2 separate regions of the Dromaius novaehollandiae genome follow, and region 2 is linked to region 1. Evidence: chromatin contacts called from public Hi-C data. All regions are on one chromosome and are shown on one strand. Each heading gives the region's core, a stretch centred on a gene start, on an enhancer-like site or on the middle of the called end of the contact. The rest is flanking DNA. Distances are from core to core; before and after follow the strand shown. Region 1 holds the start of POSTN (periostin). Region 2 has its middle 40 kb from the start of SUPT20H.

The links. A called contact is a pair of places that touch in the nucleus more often than the background predicts.
Region 2: a contact with region 1 is called in a Hi-C map of ovary, with 5 times the contacts expected there. The contact joins the enhancer-like site here to the promoter of POSTN in region 1. A contact is called at or near these places in 3 of 4 Hi-C or Micro-C datasets (brain, liver and ovary).

Annotation. Positions count from the first base shown.
Region 1 is chr1:191,707,773-191,715,033 of bDroNov1.hap1, reverse strand. It overlaps POSTN (periostin), which reads right to left and starts at 4,775. Exons shown (of 21, transcript XM_064504913.1): 1 at 4,580-4,775; 2 at 2,973-3,071. The coding sequence starts at 4,701.
Region 2 is chr1:192,033,016-192,040,276 of bDroNov1.hap1, reverse strand. No RefSeq gene overlaps it. Among named protein-coding and RNA genes, the nearest start is that of SUPT20H, 40 kb to the left of the region's middle. Within about 2 kb of position 4,711, at least 2 of the 2 cell types and tissues checked have open chromatin away from gene starts, as enhancers often do.

The sequences.
Region 1 (7,261 bases), core at 3,526-6,025:
AGCCTGACAAACCGAAGGTAAAGGTGGGACAAATGACCAGACACAGTCTAGTTTCACTGGAAACTGATCTCTAGTATCATCCTCCAATCCCCAAACCTTATGCGCAATTTGTATGAAAAAAAGGTTCTAACCTGGCTGGAATTGCTTATAAAAACATAGTCAAAATCAAAATGGGGGTGACTGACTGGTTAGAATTCTAGATAGCAAACTGCACTCCAAAGACAATTCTGGGGATTTAGAATAACCACTTCACTTGTTTGATTAGGAAGTTCAGTATTACTTACGCTACTGCTGCTCTAGCTTAGCACTGTTGCTTTCTTCCATCTCCTTAAGTAAGTAATGAGTAATCCAATAAAGTTTGTAATAGCAGAAAGCTTAGGCTGAAAATTTGGCCGATGAAAGTCAAGTCTTTTTGGGCTCTGATGGGACCATGATATCATTCCTCATGTCTAGACTGTCTTTAGAGTTTAGACTTCAAAGCCATGGCAGTACTTGAAAGGCCAGGCAGTGTGTTGGGATCTGTGCCTCATTGTATTGGAAATATAGCTCAACTCCATCAACTTCTGGTATGCTGGCAGAGTAGCGAAAACATTTTCTCAGAAAGCAAATAGGAGACAACTTCCTCCTGCTACATATTTCCTCAGTCTTTTCCCTAAGGATCCTTTCCAACACTGTGTCATGATATACAGCGTCCTTCAGGAATCTCAGAAAACACAAAGTCTCTGATACCTGCCAGGAGTAGTAGAAAGTACCACAGTACAAGCCCACTTCAGGTCTTTGCCTGACTGCTATCTGCAAATTCACATGATTGATTTTAGCAGTGCAAAAATCATTACTGCAGGCATCTCTCTCTTGTACATAGTCATGATTTGGAAGCCTTAATCAGTTTTACCTTAATAAGTGTAGGGATCATGCCCAAGAAGAACTATAAAATTGTTTTTTTTTAGCCAGGACAGCTGAATCAAGTGAAAAATGAAATAAAAAGGAAAATTGACTTTGAAGCAAAATGACAATTTTAAATAGGAAATGACATTTTATCATTAAGAAATTGTCATATATGTAGATGCACTGAGGAGAGCAGGAGGAATGTAGTGCACTTCCCATATTAGCACTGCTAGTGAGACGTGCATATTCTGGGTCATATCACATAGTTAGAGTCATACAATTGCATCGTGTTTGTGCCCTCTATCCCCCAGCACAAACCAGATTGTGGCTGCACCTACTTCTTTGTCAAAATAAACTTCTTTAAGTTTCTGAAAAGAACCATTCAATGAATTTCACATAAATTCACAAAATCTTACATTTTCAGTTGACAAGTATTTTGTCTGAAAAAGTCCACCTGGATTCAATGTGAGTTATGTGTAATTTTTAAAAGTCAAATTGATCTATTTTACCTTTTTTCTTCTTCCAGAATCTCTGCCTTTTGGATATACTTAGAAACACTGTTTTAAACTTGAAGGATGGGCTAGAAAATGTGCATCCTATTTATTCTTGATTTTGACAATCGGGATATTAATAACACAAGTCCAATTAACTGTAAAATGTCAGCCACTTCTTGTTCAAGAACATTCAAATTTATTTACCTCCATTCAAATTCATTTAGGAATTCATTGTTGATCAGCAAAACATTTTCAAGAATCTAAGAGCTTGTTTACAAAAGGAGTCATCCTTGACTGGCTTCTGTGATTAATACTTTCAGTGGACACTCCTATTCCAAATTAACTTCCTGTAAGGAAGACTTGAGTATGGAAAGAGAAATCTCTATTCCATGTTACATTAACATCTAAACCAGAAGCTGATATTAACTGAGAATTTTTTTAATTCAAAATTTAATTTAATCTGAACTAATTTCATCATGCATATAATTGGTACCTTGTATCGACATAAATTAACAACTTTATGTCTCAGGGTAGACAAGTCAGGGTGACTTTTTGAATTGTGTATTTAAAAGTTACTTGGGCATGTGGAAGTGTGCAATTAACTTTTACTAAGAGACTACCAATGGACTGAGTCACTGTAGCAAATGAAGCCTGGATTCCCTATTCACTTAAATATTTCTGAAAATGTCACCCTAGATCTATTTGGATGCTGTGAAAGGCTAATGGAAAATGAATGTAAAGATTTCCTGTGACAACTGCTGAAAAAGTTGTCCAAGTAATTGCATAACAACAAGAGAAAAATGTGGTGCACTAGAAAAATATTAGTTTATTCTATTGAGTAAAAAAAATCCCTCTGTGATAAATTACTGAATTATAAGTGAGAGATGTGGGGTGGATTTCTGGTTTGGGTTTTTCTGTGTGTCCATACCCTGAAGCTACTCTATGGGTGAAGTGGAAGTAGTGACTCTAGTGCTATTGACTCTTCATCACAGAGAAAGCAAAGACTTGCACTGAGAGAAGTGGTGACAATTAAAATAGAACTGTACACAGATTTCAACAGAATGCCAAACTCACCCAAACGATGCAGACTGAAGATGCCTATTCTGTGTCCACAAGCATGCTCCGATTTTTGTATTTGTGGAAAGGTATGGTCTGAGCACACAACTCTGCCATGTAGTGCTGAGTTCCTTTGACAGCTTGCCTGTTAGGTCCCTCTGTATTTTTGGGCAGGTCACTTATCCTCGTATCTCATGTTAAAAATAGAACTACTAAATACTTCATTCAGATAAGGATTGCTGCAAATAATGTTTTAAAGGCCTTTGAACTTAGAAAAGCACTTCACATTGTGCTGTCATTTTCAGACTTTCCACTCCTTTTGTAATTATTTTTTGGCAACAGTTATTGAGTCAGCTATCCAGCTGGTTTTAGAGCAGCTAAAGAGAAGCTGAAATGCTGTAAACTTATGAAGCGAATTTTTCCTGCCCCTGTACTTGATACAAAAAGGTAGTTTGCCCCGACAAAAGGAGGGTTTTCTAATAGTACATTATACTATCTCTGTGAGTGGGGAATAGTTTTCAAACAGAGGATACTTACGCTTTCTTACCGCAGATGGCTCCCTGGTACCAGTTTCTGCAGGTGCTAAAATACTTCTTTTTCGTTCCCATAACTTGCTGAAGGGCACAGACATTTGGGCTATGGGGGGAATGGGAAAAATTTTTAAAAAGAGTTTTTTGTACACCTCTGGAAAGTTCACATGTAAAATAGCAGCAAATGCAGCCTCTAATGGGCAAGGGTGAGAAATGGACAAGTGGCTTCTTTCCTCAGGGCAAGTGTGATTTCAGGCAAGCACAGCGCAAGCTGCTGGGACTGCCTAGCTGGGTTCCCAGGTGGGCAGCCCACCTTTCCTGGGGGAGGGGCAATTCCCCTCTGCTCTGGCTTGGCCCTCTGCCTCTGATGGACAGTGACTGCCAGCTGTGTCAAGCTTCAATATGCTTTACATTTCACCCCCTCCCCCCCCAAAAGTGAATTACCAGCTACCAGGGACTCAGCTGGGAATGCCATCAGGCTCTGTTCACTAAAGGTTTCGTTTTGTGCACATCTGTGCTTCTGAGGGTCCTGGCGAACTGGGGTAGAAGGAAACCCTGTCTTCTGTAAGTCAATCCGCTATTTTGATTACCAACCGTTTGGCATACTGCAGGCACCTAACTAAACATTCTGGGAATTACTGGGAACCGAAGGGTAAAATGCCATGTAAATAAAAGGAGTCGGGCATGTGAAATGAGGAGAACTTTTCCTTAGCATGGTAGTGTACAGAAGAGGAATTACTTACGAGCAAATCCAAAGAAGCAAAAGCATTTTGTCTCTAATTAGTACACTTTTACAGTACAAAAGTTCAGCAGTTCAAAAGTTAGAATGTGTGCTTCGCAATGGTGGGAAAACAGTCAACTATTTCAAAAAACGTGTGTGAGTGCGTGAGTGTGCAAGGGTGTGTGGAGGGGGGGCAATGCAACTAAGGAAGACAGGATAGTAAATAATCCTTTTCCACAGCCTCTCTCTTACAATTGAAAGAAAACGTGTTTAGACCCATTTGTTTCCCTGATGCCACTTGTTCAAATTAGTTCCATTTCCCTGGGCAGATTGGCTTGTAAGCATCGCCTTTCGAGCGCCCTGCCAAGAAGTTTACCCCATTGTTCTACCGGGAACTGACGTCTCACAAAGGCGTCCCAATGTATAATCCCATGTCAGAAAGGACTCGAGTAGAGTTCATGGTTTTCATTAGGACAGCATAAAGAGAACAAATGTCGTGGATTAGGTGTCAATTCCATTAAAACATTTGATAATAAATATTAAACATATCTGATGTCCCATTATATTAACTGTGAACTGTAATTAACTTCAGTGATAGTAAAATGCATTTTATTTATTGCTAAGTGTTTTTTTTAGATTTTTCCAGATTTTATGAAGTTCAACAGTATCCTGTCTTTGAAACTCCCCAGAAAGTTTTTTATTTAGGCACTGGTCCTGTGAAATAGTTAATATAATAATTAATTTAAAAAGAAAGCTTTATTTGAATCATACTCAGTAAGAATTCACAGTGCACAAATCAGATTTAATACAATACAGGAATAAGAAAGATTAAGAAGTCCCCTTTAAAAAATATATACATATATATACATAAAAAAGAAAAAACATGTACTTACCCTTGGTCACGTGCCCTTATTCGACTATGGGTTAAAATCTTGTCATAGTGAGCAGAAGCATTTGTTTGTTCAAAAGCAGACAATAAAAAAGTGGAAAACGCGAATAAGGAAAGGATCTTCATCTTTAGTTCTCTATTGCGCCTGCCAACACTAGAAGAGAGAACTGACAAAGGGTCTGGAGAGCTGACAATTTATATACGTGCTGGAAGGTGGTGGGAGGGAACGGCAGGATCAACCTGAAACTTTGTACCACCCTCCTTGGAACAGCAGCGTTAGCTGCCAGCTTCCATGAGCTAAATTAATACCATACATTAACCGTACAAACTATGCTTTTTTTTCCACCCCGTTTTGACTAATTTCTTCCTCATTACAGAAGGCTTAGCATTTTATTCTGCTGACACAACAGCAGAAAACGTTTGAGAAGTTTAGACTTTGACTTATGATTTGGCATTTATAGCACAGAAGCATTCAGAAGTTGGGATCATTTTGTGTGGTTTTGTTTAAACCCAGAGGAAGATGCTGTCTCTTCCCATAAGAATTGTACTGCTATATTTTGCTTTCCCGTGTCTTCGTAGTTATTAACTACAAGTTGTTTATTTAGTGAAGTTGATGAAAGTTCCAAACAGCGCTGTTGTCAATAAACTGGAATAGCATTTGTGTGTTGAGGAAAAAAAACCTTTATGAGCACACATTCTATTTATGAATTAGCAACCTCACCAAATGCAGTATTAGCCTAATATTCATATTAATTCTAAAAATAACACATGCTGTTATAGAATGCTTTTATTCAGAGCTTTATGTAGACATATACAAATCACAGACTACCTGAAAGTTTGAATAATATACTTGGTTATGTACAGAACTTAGTCTTCTTGTGAAGCAGATAGAAAATGTAATTCTGAGCTGTAAATGAGGGAACTGAAGCAGAAAGGTGAAGTTACAGGCACAAGGCTACAGGGACAGTTGGTGTGCGGATTGCAATCCATGAGTTTGTAATTTTCACATCAAGGAAAAATTTCTGCCACTCATAGAAAAATGTTTGTATATGCATACAATATTCTATAATTCATTTCAGATCTTTATGAAAATAGGTCAGTCTGTAATGGCAATACTTTGGCAATACTGTAGTTGCTGTCTCCAAACCAGAAAGAATAATTATGTGAATAACTGGAAATGGATGCAATATTGGACTGACTCATCTAGGATTGACCTTTCTTATTTTAGGGCAGAGACAAATGGGGCAGACAGCACTTCCCAGAGACAGTGGGAATTTCCCAGATACAATTATAGGTAAAGATTACAACTAGACATATTACGTATATGTACATAGGCATTTAGTAATTTACATAACTATAGCACTTCATGGTTGCTAAGGTTAAGAACAGGGACATTTGGTTAAATGGCAGAGGGACCTTTTTCTGCAGCCTGTATTCATCCTACCTGGAAATGACTGGGGAGAGCTTTACACAGCAGTATCAGCATTTCTAGACTGTGTGTGAATTCAGCAAACTCCGTATCTGAAATCACCACTGTCAGATCAGCTCATGGAGGTGATGGGTCAACTAGAATATATGCAAGTCCTAAAGGAATGCCACTGCTATGCTCCTTCTGTTCCTCTCAGAGCTTTTCTCTTTCTCTGATCTTTGCAGCAAGAGAGCCTCTGAAAAATATCACCATTTTGATGTCTATTTATGGCCTTTAGAGCTGCTTGTTAGCCTCAATTAATTGCTCTTATTTTTCTGTTCCCATTTTATGGATGGGAACACTGGAAGATAGTACATTAAAGTAATTTACCAATGAAGTCTCAGAATTTCAAATGTGTTTCAGTACTAAATTTCCAAGTGACTATCTATCTGACAAACAAGAATTAAGATTCAGGACTTCTTGGCTTCTTTATGCCCATTCTGCTTTGTTCAAATCAAACAACCCCCAAGTCTGCTATTTTAGGCTATTTAGGGCTACAGATGATGTTTGTAAATACTGTGGTATAGCTATTTGTCCAGCGGGTACTAAAATAACTGTATCCACTTAGCCGTGGACTGGAAACCCTTTCGGTCAGTGCTCTATTAAATGCACATGAATTTGCTTTTTCACCTGTTGTTCAGTATCTATTCTGCAATGATATGGTAATTTTGAAACTGTAATATATGTTGTCATGACACCACAGTGTATTTTTCCCTTGTCAATTGAACTAAAAGCTAAAACAAGGTGAAAAATCAGTGATAACATACACTTTTTTTTTTAAAGAAACAACGATATGAGAGCCTTCATTCATGAGAAGGTTCATTCATTTCATTCATGTTCTGTCAAAAGAACATCTGGGAATATGTAATGAGATGAAAATAATAATTCTGGGTTAGGCATCCCTCCCATGACATAAGGTGGACAGAAATGCTTTTAGATGCTTGAGGGAGCCATCCTTTAGAGAATATACTGTATTGCAAAAGAAGCACAAAACATTATGGAAGGCTCAAAGTGCAGAAAATATTGGGCAAATCTAGCTCCATCCCAGCAACCTGTCTTCTCAGAGGTGCTTCCTTCCTGATTCTCTCATGTCTCAGTATATAGCTCATGTTCTTCTCTTCCACACTTACCATGCGGCATCCAAAAATGAGTAGAAATTAATGCTGCCCCATGCACTGAGCTCATGTCATGTAAAGATCTAGCCACCACAGTTCCAGA
Region 2 (7,261 bases), core at 3,462-5,961, 330 kb before region 1:
ACTCCCCAGCAGTGAATCATCAGTGGCAAGGACTGAACCAAAGTTCTTGTGCTCTGATAATAACATTGTGCTCTGTTAGTAACATTTGACTGATCTGGCCTAGAGCAGGTAACTGAAGAAATGCATCTTTTTAAGACAGCTTTGTCATCTTTTACATCAATGGAGTAGCAGAAAGCACCAGGGCTGACTTGTAAATTCAGCCATAAGCATGCACGTAACTCTCTGAAAAGCAAAAAGGCTGTCTTTTTGCAGATTAAAGGGACTGAATTTGAGTTTTACTCATCACAGATGCTATGCTTTACACATATCTACGGGTATGTGTTTAGCTGGGTATCATTTTGACTGAAGGTGACTACAAGCGATGCTGGCCATATTGGTCTCTGTGTGCGCAAAGCTGGGTATAAGAACTGGTGTGCCTTAACTGTGCTGGTCTACAGAGCCAATGAGATATCAGCAGATATTTATGGACGTACTAAATGGAAAAAAATTGTAAGTGTACACATGTGCATTGCACATTATGTGCATGCATGTGATGGTAAAGTATGGCAGAAAGGTTTTACGGATGAGCTTGGGGCATCTGTATTGGAGGAACCAAGAATAAGCTATGGAAGTCAACACAAACTGGTGATGATAAACTATTTCAGACTCTCCTTTCCATCATGCCTTCTTCACTGGCTGTCTGGTTTGCAAACTTTTTTTAGCTTGTTTTTTTTTTTTAAAAAAAAAGGGGGGGGGGATGGCATTTGACCTTGCTCCACTTAAAACTCTGAGTGACTTAGTTTAGGTGTCTAATGTCATGTCAGAGGCCTTAAGGTATTCTGCCTGTGCTCTGGCTGTCTTTCCTCAGGAGTGTGGGTCATCCATAGCTTCTTGTCATATCTGCCAGCCCTGTGTCTCAAATACCATAGGCCATAGAAAATGACACTCTATATCAATGTTCAGGCAACTGAATCAGCTTAATTTGTCATTACACTGAATCTCATTAATCTGATTTGGTAACCTTGACCTTGGCCACATTAGCTCTCCTCAGAGACCTGGCCTCTCAGTCATGTATCTTCAGCAGCTGGTGGAGGCTTCATGGCTCCTGTCCAGGGCAGGCACTTGGGTTTCCTCTGCATGAAAAACAGGGCATGTGGGAGAATAAGGAGTTCAGTTTGGGGCACACCCACTCAAATGTAAGGCTGGGATAGGAACATCTGGGCCTGAGCTTGTGGGGGCTGACCATGGTCTAGATTATGTCTAGACATATCTAACCAAAAGTGCTAGGTCTTTCGCTAGGGGAGGATAGCTTGAAATCTGCTCAGATGGAGCAGGAGGGATGCTGAATCAATAGCCCTCATCCAACTGCCTTAGGGTAAGTTAATCATGGCATTTTCTCAAATGTGGGATCTTTCATGGCTGTGTTAGTGATCTGGACAGTCTTACCACTGCTGGTAATAGTGCTTTGTAAGATACAATTGCTGAATTCAGTAATAAAACTACAGTTCTGACAATTTGATAGAAAAAATGGTGTTTTATATACCCACCAGAAGCACATGTTCATACATATGTAAAACCTTTGCTATTCACAAACACATTTGCAAAACAAAAGTAAACTGCTCCTGCCCCATACTCCCTACCCCACCAATTCCAGGTATATTCAAGCTTCAGATGGTACAACTCAATTTCTTAACAAACAAAGGCTGTGTCTGAAAAAGAGAAAACAGTCTTTCATTTCAAGGAAATTCAGCCTATCACACTAAAGCAAACCACTGCAATAAACGACATCATTCAAAAATGGGCTGAAGCCTTATGATGGAATAATATGCACTTCATACTGGTGAGACTTCAGCTTGCCTTTTGGGAAACTTCAGAGGAATTTGAGCTAAAGAGAGCAAATAGAGGAAGCTATCTAATAATGACTGTTGCTTGATAACCATTTTTTATCACTGTTTTTCCGTAATTGCCTAAGGACTTATGTTAGGATCTAGCTCCCCTTACATTAGTCATCATGTAAACACACACAAAAGATAATTGCTTCCTCAAGTAGCTTGCTTTTTAATTAAAGACTTAATTTTTCCAAATCAGATGTGCTTATATAAGTAGGCTACAGTTTAAATGAGTAGCCTGGCACAGATTCCTAAGGGCATAATGTATTCAAGAAATGCAGGAGGAACAAAGCAAATCTCTTTTAGGTTCTGGGACTTCTGAAGACAGGGCATTAGGCTCTCCATTTAGTTACACTGATATAAGTCACTGGGTCATTGCAGAATGCACTAATATATTTAACTGTGCTAACACGTAACTCTTCTTCTGTAAACCAGGAGGACAGTTTCAGTGTGCCTGGGTCCACTGGGGTACCACAGAATATTGTCATGTATGTCTTTAAATTTTAGGAAATTGTAGCTCCTTCATAAAAGTATCATACTGAGTAAAGTATTACACTGAGTACAATATAAGTCTGTAGTGACTCTTAAATAAGCAGCATTGGTAAATAGATCTGGGTGTGCTGTAGGAAAAATTGCTGGAAGGTAGATCTGCTGGGAATCACTTCTGTAAAAGTATATGCTTTAAACATACTTAAATATCCAAGCAGAAAATGACTTGTTCCCACTAAGGATTTTAAAATTTCCATTTCAACAATGATTCTCAATGCCTTCCAAGAGAAAGATGTTACCATAAGCAATTCAAAAGATAAAGGAAAGAGGGAGAACCTAGCCCAAAAGTTCTGTTGCAGACCTATGGAAGAGTTTTCCATACTCACTACCTCTCAGCTGACTGTCCTAATCTCTACCTTATAATCACACTCACCCTTATCTGCTTTCGTTCTGGCCTGATGACTCTTGCATGCCTGACCACACAGCGACCCAAGGTGGCTGGAGCAAATCCCCTCTCCTGAGTGACCTGCAATGTGATGTCTGGGGCAGCCTCGTGGAAGGTGTGGGTTCAGGTCTTTTCAAACTGCATGAGGTCTAGGATCCGGTTTTTAGCAAGTGCTCTTTTCAGTATGTTACTCTGAAGAGGGTGAGAGGTGTGGTGACCAAGTCCTTGGTCCTTTCAGGTGAAAGACAGGCTGGATCTGAAGTGGATCTAGATATCAATTTCCATGAAGAGAGAACTTAGGAGCAAGATCTCCCTCAGGAGGTCTTCAGGGGCTGTTACTTCTCTCCACTGACTTTGCAGCATTATTGGATACTAATTTTAGGAGATCTGGCTCATTTCCTAGAGGAAAGCACTGAACATCAAGTGAAGCCAATGTATGAGATAGGCAGCTAAGTTGTGCATTGTAAATTACACCCAAGATTAATAGAAACCTTTTGAAACTGTTTTCAGAAAAGCTGTGTTTAATGGGACTAATGCAAGTCAGGATTAGAAGAGCTATACAATTCTTCCCAGTTCCATCTGGATTAAGAAACTCATATTTCAGCTTCAGTGATTTCCTCACACTTGGAGTGGCACATTGGATCCATTCTACAGCTTGGTACCTAAAAGAGAGGCATTGATTTAAATTAATTTTAAGGTAGTCTATCCTTCCTTATCTGCTTCCTTCTATTCTATTTGGGTGTCATTTTGTACAGGATGTTTTCAGATCATTGCAGATTTTGCGGGACAGGATTTATTTCATAGAAATATCAAAGGAAATAATTCTTTTAATCATTTTTGATCACAAAACCGTTTTCTTTTTTGTGGCATCTGAAAAACTTTAGATATGTTCTCGAAGAGATCAGTTACTGTATCACCTCTTCCCCTTGGTATTTATCAGGTGCAAACCCTGTAGATAATGTTTAACCAAAGACTTTTAGCTGAAGATAGCCGAGTCATGAGCATGTGTGCTAGACCTGTCTTACTATCTCTATCAGTGATTTGTCTTGTGAATAAATCAATAGTGAATCTATTTATCTTTCAGATCCAGTCTAAACTGTTGAATAAAATGAGGCTGAATATATGTTTTTGCCTTTTAGAAGCATCCTAAACAATACTCCTGGAGTATTGTTACAGTTTCACATGCATATGTTATCACAGCAGTGCAGCAGATAGAGTGCCATTTGCTCCATCTCTTTACATTACCACTGCTTGCTATCTGGGCTGTCAGTCAGCTGAACCAGACAGTCTCTTGCTTTCACACAAGTTCCAGTGATACCAATGTAAATGCTACTGAATTTGAGTTGCCTTTGATTTGCTCCATGGTGAAGGTGATTTTTTTTGCCTGCTGTATTTTGAAGAGGTGTTATATTCTTTCAGGAGGGAGGAGATCTGCAATATGTTTTAATAATATGCTAAATTATTTTCTTTCCTAGGAGACAGGCAGTTATCAAAAGCCACACACTTTGTTTAGCAGCTCTCATTGCAGCACTCATTTTACATCTGTCCAGGAAAAATACAGCTTCTCTCAGGGGAATATTTAATTATGCTTTCCCTCCTTCAACAAATCTCTGTTAGTCCAAGGAGTGAATTTTCTATGTAAGGCAGGCTGTGATTTGAAATCTGTGGCTGCTTTGTCTGGGAAATAAAGAGAGACTTGAACCACAGGGAAGTTCCAAGCCATTTCAGTTGTCTGCCCATAGTCAGCATTTGTTTAATCCACAGATAATTTAGACATTTGTGTATGGATTGAACCGTAGTTTATTTGAGAAAACCTTCCTTCCACCTTCCCAGATGGAAGAGGTGACCAAAGAGTGATATGCCCAGGAGCTGCTGTAGTGTAGACAGATCCCTGCAGAGGGCCTCCTTGTAATGCTGTAGATTTTCTGTTGTAAAATGGGGAGAAATGATTCTCTTTTTGTTTCAGCTCACAGCTACTCAGAGCCTTTGGAAAGGTTACACATTAAAACTAAAAGTATTAAAAAATCCAAACTCTGAGGTCTCAGCTGGGTCTTGGAAACTACAGCGATAGTTTCTTTCTGGATTTTTTGGGGGAAGGGGCAATAAAGGGGGAATAGCCTGCTAAATTTTTCTTTGTGAAATCTCACCTGTCCTTACAGTACCTAATCCAAGAACAATGGAAAGCAAATGGAAAAAATTACTATGAGTTTGTTAAGATTTAGACTGGGCCCTTTATCTTTACCAACTGAGAGTATCTAAACACAGCTTAGGTAACTGGGTTCTGTGCTGGCAGCACACACAGAAGGGGTTGCAGGCATGAAAACTACCCCCAAATCTGGGTCCAAACATGACAATGCAGCATCATATCTCATGGCAGGCATTCCACCTGAAGGTGAGAAAAATAGCTTTACACCCCTGTGCTACATGACTGAGCAAGGGATGAAGCAAAGGACCTTCTTCGGAGTAAGGAGAGGCAGTGGTAGTTCCTAATTTCAAAGAAGTGTTGTGAGGATAAATAGACGTATGGCTGTGAGCTATGTATCTGTGAGCAGGACTTCAAGTATCACTGTTAGCATGCCCGAGGGGCTGAAGCAGTGCTGGGAGAGGAGGGACTCTAATCCAACGGACCAAACGGAGATGAACTGAGCCCAGACAAATTAACCCTTGTAGTGTACAGACTTCACAAACAGCTTTTGCCCTCTCATATTTTTCCTCATACAGTTAATTTAGGTAACTTGGGTTCTCTACACAGGTAACATTTCTAATTTCACTAGCTACTTCTCGCTGAGGTTTAGGCTGGAGGGAGCTTTGCAAGACTATCTGTAGCATAGTGAAATATAGTCTATTTGCTTTATTAACATATGATTATAACCTTTTTTGTTATTCCTCTTATTCCTAGTCAGAACACATTTACATGCAGCATTGCATATACAGGGTTCTGTTTTGTTTTATTTTCATTTTTAATCCTATAATAGTAATGAATGGCATATTCTGCCAATTTCTGCTCTTCTTAATGATTATGCTCCAAAATTGCTTTTGGGAAATAATCAAAACTAGCCCAAACACCAAACCTGGTATCTTCTCTTTTTGTTTGCTAAAACTGAGTGTGTTTCTCTCCCTCGACTGCATTGCTTTGCAAAGGACAAGTCAGCACAAGATGGTGCTAAACAGCACACCATTAATCATTTTCCTATACACAAACCTGAAGAGAGCTTTTGGAAAAGGCATTTAGTGGGTAATCTCCATCACACTGTTGAAAGATCTTATTTATTTATTCATTGATTTATTTCTGTCTGTCATGGTTGGGAGAATTTCCCCAATAAAGCCTGGTCACTCTAACTTTCAAAGACACCTTCTCTGACATGTTCGGACCCCAAGTCTTTGGACTCATGCAATAATTTAATGTAATGCTTTTCTGACAGGCAAATGTAGACACTATATATTTCTAAGTGGATGCTGGTATTTTTCACCTGTATTCCACAGCTCTTTGGGTGAGCTGCTTCTTAGAAAATCTGTACAGCTAAGAGAACCAAGCATGTGTGCTGTGGACTCAAATTACAGGGGTTTGTAGTTCCTTTGGACACATTGTTAAGGACGGGTTGAAAATCAAAAGTGGGTGGGGAAGACTAAAAGTAGATGGTTGGACTTTGGTGCCAGACCAGGTTCCAGCCTGGCAGCTCCAAGGAGCTCTTTACCAGAGAGTTGGTGGCCAAGGTTCTTCTGCTCTGTGCTCCATACTGCTGCTGCGCCCTCAGCGGAGAGAGTCTCGGTGTTCGATCAGCTGATGGCCTCTTTGCTCAGCCTGCCAGAAGAAGTGCTAATTAGATATTTTGTTTTCTTGGCATCAGATCACCTCTCCTGCAAAAATGTTCCTGGGATGCAATCGGAGAAAAAGGGAGATCTTTAAAAAGCATTCTTTTTTTTTTTAGGGGAAGACAAAACTGTTCTCTTTAAAGAAGCTTAAGAAGAAAGCCTAAAGTAAGAAGCCTTCTAAAGAAGCCTGGAAAGGCTGAGAACAGAAGGCTAAACACAAAGTTGATCAACTGGAATCAAGTAGCCAGAGAACTATACTTGCTGACTCTGTGTCTCTCTGGGAATTTCACCTCACAGGTATTTGGCAGCACTTTGCCACTGGATCTGCACCTCAGAGAGCTTCCTTGGCATCTTCTTCCCTTTAAAAGTCTGGTTTTCCAGGTAGAAAAGCTCTCTAGTAAATTCTGGAGCAGTATTTCCTACTGCAAGACAATGGAAGGTTGAAATGGGGCCTGTTCCTTTTCCCATCATGAGTTTTCCAGGGGATCCCAGGAGAGCAGTTATTCTCCTGCCTAGGCAGCTGAGCTGTCCTTCCGCTCTTGCTGAGTGCATGATTCTGCCTATTGATATATAGCACATAGCAATATGTGAGGTGAAGACTTACCTTTTGCGGAGTGATCTGAGATGTCTCAGTATGTGTCATATC